Linked DNA regions of Mus musculus: region 1 is linked to region 2. Evidence: chromatin contacts called from public promoter capture Hi-C data. All regions are on one chromosome and are shown on one strand. The core of a region is the stretch at or near the end of the contact, and the rest is flanking DNA. Distances in the headings are between cores, read along the strand shown. Region 1 holds the start of Rcor2 (REST corepressor 2). Region 2 overlaps Rasgrp2 (RAS, guanyl releasing protein 2).

Region 1 (2,700 bases), core at 135-2,634, 860 kb before region 2:
CCCCCACCATACAGGAGACTCACTTTTCCTTGATAGTGCCCCCCAGCTACCCTCCGATAGAAGGTACTAGGAGAGTCATACCCTGCCTAGTCATGGCCATGGGGGGAAGGGGAGGTTAAGAGGACACTTTTAAAGCCCAGGCTAGAGCAAAGTGCTTTGTTCTAACTGGGGGTGGGAGCTTGGAGGGCTGCCCCTAGATCTGGACCACAGCCTTGCAGAGAGCTCGGGGCTCCTCCCCACCACATGAGCTTCACAGCTCCGCATAGAGGTATCTTCCCAGTACCTGGTCCAATCAGACCTCAGTCCCCTGCAAGGCTGCAAGGTATGAGGACCCAATCCATCCAAGAGAGGCATCCTAAGCTCCCTCAACGACTGAGGGCAAAGGGGAGGTGGGTGGTCAAGGGCCCAGCCTGTAGATTTCCTGTGCCGGCAACACCAGGCACGAGAAGGCTGAGGTTGCAATCCAGGAGCGGCAGAAACCATCTGTGGTTCGCAACTCTCCCCCCCCCCTCCTCCACCTTCCATGATCCCTCCCCGGACCAGCGCGCCTTTAACCCTAGGCCACCAGGCTCACCATGAGAGTGCTCCTCCTCGCTGCTGTCATCCTCCGAGTGTGGCTGTCCGCCGTTGGGTGCCGTCTTGGCCCGACTTCGGGACAAGATCCCGGAGCCCGCACTGGGCTTCTCCATTACTGAGGGCATTACCCTACCCGGCAGCCCCGAGGGGCACGGGATCCTTTGGAGAGCGCAGGAGCTTGCCGCGCTTGCCTCGAGTGCTGCGCCTGGCCCGGCCTGGAGGGGTCGCCACTGAGGCTACGAGAGGCAGGAGGTCAGCGTGGCTAGGGTCCGGGAGGTCGGGGCCCCGGAGGGCAGCCCTAACGCTCACTGCGACCCCCACGGGCGAGGACGGCAGAAAAGTTTGTGAAGTGGGGGTACGGGGGAGACGGCGCGGCCGGGGGCACGCTCGCTCCGTGCGCCCCTCGGGGCTGGTTCTCCCCCGGGGAGAGTCGGGGCGCGTTGCCCTCGGGGAGCCCCGGAGCCGCGCCGCGCGCCTGCCCACGCTGTTTGGCCAGCAAGGGCTACCGCGCAGTGGCCGCCGCAGCTGACTCCGCGCCCCTCGGCTGCGCTGAGGATGCCCCGATCCCCAACGGAGGTAACCCTGCCCGACCCGACCCCACGGCAACCACGCCAGCCGGCTGGAGCCCCGGCGGCAGGACGGCGCGCACGGCGTGCGGCGCTGGAGCAGAGTTGCCGGGAGGCGGGCGGAGCGCAGCCGCGGGCGCCGCCTCGCACCCTCCCCGGCGCGCTCGCTCGCCCCGCCGCGCTCGCGCTACCGCCGCTCGCTCGCCCGCTCTCCGCCGCCGCTCGCTCCTCGCGCACACAATGAAGCTGCTGGCAGGGAAGTAGTGCCGGCTGCGGCCTCAGCACCCCTCCCCCAGCCGATGCCTCCGCCAGCTGAACATCTGGCCCTGGGGTGGGAGGGAGGGCCCGGGGGGCGGGGCCTGGGGCCGGGGCTAGACCTCCAGGGGGTGGGGTCAGGACCGGAATGGGGCGCACGTACCCCCCCCAGGGAGCACCCTTGGTGTCTCTGAGTTCTCAGACTTGGCCCTTTTGGGTAGACCCCAGTGCCCCCCAGGAGAAGCCCGGGGTCAGCCCCACCCACAAGCACACCGGTTCCACACACTACTGGGCTCTGGTTACTGTGGCCTGCCCCGGGGGCCCTGAGGCCGCCTGTCCGACCGCCCGGGTGGAGCCCAGCTTTTCCTTCCATTTCCCTTCCTGCCAAGGAACTCCCTGCCCCCCCTTCCGCAGGGGGATCCCCCCCTTCATGCGCCCTTGGGGGCCAAAGCGGATGGGAGGCCGGACAGGCGCAAGATGAATTTCTATAAGAGCCACTGGGCTAGAACCTGACTTCTGCTAGGTCTGTGGGTCCCCAGGGGTCACCCTAGTGTCTTTCAACTGCTGCAGTCTGCACCCAAAACAGTAGTATCAAAGATTGAGGAATGAGTATGAAAGGTAATAGGGCAAGTTCTGGGCTGAAAGGGGCGAGCTCCTCACTGGGTTCACTGTCACCCCAGCTGGAAGCAGCATCCCCCCTCCCCCCGGACAGGCACAGGCAGAGTGACAGACAGGGAAGCGGGTTGGGAGGCACAGACGGAGTTGGGGGAGGGGGTGGGCAGAGACTTTCAAAGCCAGACCCAGCCACCCTGCCAGGCACACAAAGAGCCAGCGCACTCACCGGCAGCAGCTCGAAGCCTGTGAGCTGCGCCTGTGCCCGTCCCCGCCGCCTGGGGCACGTGCTGCAGCTCACACAGGCCGAAGCCCCCGCCCGCTGTCCCTCCCACGGGGAGCCCGGACTCCTGGACACGCCTCTACCCGGGCACACCCGCTATGCCCAGATCGAGCCGAGCCTGCACGCGCACCCTCCTCTCCCTTCCCTTCCTTGGCCACTCTGTAATCAGATTCCTAAATTTAGAAGCAGCCCTGGCCCCAACCGGGGATCCCTGCCCCTACCCACTGGCTGTGGCCGACCGGCCTGGGTCCTGTGGTCAGGCCACGACCTGGCTGGGGCATCCTGTTCCTGGGGGCTCTTTGCCTGCGGCTGGCAGAGTCAGACACGACCCCGCCCGACTTCAGCACTGTCCGGCCACATAGGGCCACCCAGTCAGCGGCCACGTTGCCCGCCACACCTTGGGCCAAG
Region 2 (2,700 bases), core at 46-2,545:
TGCTATGGAATTGAAAGTGACCTGGAGCTTCCGGTCCTTTCTACCTCCCCGGTGCTGGGATGGCAGAAGTGTGTCCGCCTGCGCATTAGTCATGGTTAGGAATAAAACCCAGGGCTTCAAGCATGCTTGGCAGATGTTCTGCCAACTGAGACACAGCCCCAGTCCCCAAACCACATAGTTTTGAAATACAGGTCACATTTAAAAATAAATCAACCTGGGATGGACGGTAAATTTTGCCTGGGTTTTTGTCATCTCAGCAAAAAAATGGGGCATAGACATGGTTACAGAGGGCACATTCAACCTGCTTCAGAGATCCAGATGTTTTCCAGCCTGTCTGTGTGTGAGCTGTGGATAAGCAACTGGATGCTGCTAATCACGGCCTTTATCTGTTCATTAAACCCAGGAGCTCGACTTGCCCACACTCTTGGCAGCTATGGGCTCTACAAATAAAAAAGTGTTCTCTTTGCCAGGCTCAGGTGGGGCTCCCCCATCTGTCCAAACTACCAAAGTGACACTATCCCTCTAGGACTGGCAGCTTCCCTCCACCCCATCACAGCCACATGGGCAGCTTCCCAAGCAAGGCCTCGCTCTCTGCACACACAGACACTGGAGCCCAAGGGGGAAGTAGATTGATGTCTTCCCTCCACCCCACCCCCCGGGCCCTTGTCCTCCTCACTGGTTCTGGTCCAGGTCCCCAAAGGCGCTGAGATAAGGGAAGTTGCCCCGGATGATCTGAAACTCCTCCTGGGAGATGTGACCGTCCCCATCCACGTCAAAGTTCCGGAACACAGACTACAGAGGAACACAGGAGACCAGGAGAGGGGAGAATTAAAAGGAACCTCCGAGCCCAGTCTATATTATAAAGAGTATCAGAGATGTCTCCCATGCTCCTTTTTGGTCCTGTCTCCCCAGCCCATAATGCAACTAGCTTGCCTGGAGTGGTGCCTGCTGGGGATGGTTAGCACTGGCATTAACAGTGGCTCCCAGGGCAAGGCTCTAGGGAAACCAGCATCACACACCCCTATTCCCAGCAGATTCCCTCGGCCTCCACGCCTCTCACCTCCACCATCTTCTCAATGTGCTCTGCCACCAAGGCTTGGTCCAGCTTAGGCTTGGCAACTGAGGTCCACTCTTCCAACACAGGGGGCCGGGGAGGCGGGGTGCAGCTGGTGGGGCTGGTTGGCTGTGGAAGAGGGTTAGGTCTGAGCCAGGGCCAGAGCAGGAATGAATCTAAGGCTCGAGTAAATGGAAAGAGAGTCTGCCCAAAGCCACCCCAACCCCCAGCATTCCATTGTCAGGCAAGTGTAGTGGGTGGGGTTTTGTCTTTGCATCCTAGGATACTAAAGTGCAGTGATGGGGTGATGGGGAAGGGGCTCCCTTACCGACGACTTGGAGCGTGGCTCTCGCTGCAGTGAGAGCTGGTACAGCTCATCCTCTGTCTGATACTGATCCAGGGACACCTGCGGCGACACACAGGTCTGCTCACACCCTCTGATCCCTGTTCCTCTCTCACACAGGAGTCCCAAACTCAGGGCCACAGGACTACCAGTCTGCCCAGAGCCTGATGTGAGAGCTAGACTCAGGTCAAAGGCCAGCTAGAAAACACCTGCAACCACTTCCGTGCCAGCCGGCCCACAGAGCCAACTTTAAACACAACTCGTTGCCAAAATATCAGCCAAAACGCAGCGTCAGAACCTGGCCTAAAGACCTCCACGAGTTCAAGGTTAGCTTAGGCTTCCTAGTAGGTCTGAGTCGCTGGGCTACCAAGTGAGATCCTGTCTCAAAATCAAAACAAGTAAATACTAAAAGAGCCTCACTCAGGAGCCCAGGGCCATGTTAGAAATCACCCATGTCAGGGCTCAGCGGTTAAGAGCATTGACTGCTCTTCCAGAGGTCCTGAGTTCAATTCCCAGCAAACACACGGTGGCTCACAACCATCTGTTAGGATCTGATGCCTTTTTCTGATGTATCTGAAGACAGCTACAGTGTACTCATATAAATGAAATAAATAAATCTTTAAAAACAAGAAAGAAAGAAATCACCATGGCACCCACAAATCCAAAGGTTAGTCCTGCCTTTCGAATATAATCCACTACCAGGAGCAAGGACCCAGGCCCAGCCTCAGACTAAGCCTATGAACCACATTAACAGCTCCTGAGACCAGACCCTAGGCCCAGGTCTCAGCCCAACCTTGAAATCACATCAGAGTCCAGAGCAAGCCCCAAACAGAGCCCAAGGGAAACCTCAGAACCCAGCAAGCACACAGCCACAGCAGATGCAAATGCAGCCATGCTGCCCAGCCCCTCACCGTGAGCAGGCTCAGCAGGTCGGGGTTGGCTTGTACGGGTGGGCGAAGGCTGGTCACCATGGCCAACTCCTCCAGAATGCAGAAAAGCTGCCTCATCTTGGCTCCATTGAGCCGGGTCCGACCTGGGTCCAGCCAGTCAGGCAGAGCCAGCTGCAGAGCCACTAGATCCTTGAGGTGCACTCCCAGGATAGGAAAGCGGAAGCCCACGCAGGCTGCCAGCCTGCGCCGGTAGTTGCTGTAGTTGCCAGTAGCTGTCACTAGTTCTGTCAGACCTTCCCAGAGCTGGGGTAAGAGGTGGGGGGAAAAGGCAGAGTGTCACTCACCCACACCACTCAACCATCCTCCCACTTCAGCCCTGGAACTGTGGGAAGGGATGGGGGCAAGGCCGAAGA

The links. Promoter capture Hi-C pulls out the DNA fragments that hold promoters and counts their contacts.
Region 1: a promoter capture Hi-C map of liver shows a contact between it and region 2, with 2.4 times the contacts expected there. A contact is called at or near these places in 3 of 39 promoter capture datasets (liver and pre-B cells), 1 of 484 Hi-C or Micro-C datasets (embryonic stem cells) and 3 of 130 datasets of targeted methods (embryonic stem cells and pancreatic cancer cells).

Annotation. Positions count from the first base shown.
Region 1 is chr19:7,266,963-7,269,662 of GRCm38.p6, reverse strand. It overlaps Rcor2 (REST corepressor 2), which reads right to left and starts at 1,384. Exons shown (of 12, transcript NM_001320554.1): 1 at 575-1,384. The coding sequence starts at 701.
Region 2 is chr19:6,406,931-6,409,630 of GRCm38.p6, reverse strand. It overlaps Rasgrp2 (RAS, guanyl releasing protein 2), which reads right to left. Exons shown (of 17, transcript NM_011242.3): 9 at 2,309-2,590; 10 at 1,383-1,460; 11 at 1,061-1,183; 12 at 677-792. Gm14965 (a long non-coding RNA gene) reads left to right here. Exons shown (of 3, transcript XR_879495.2): 3 at 1-231. Among named protein-coding and RNA genes, the nearest start is that of Rasgrp2, 7.7 kb to the right of the region's middle.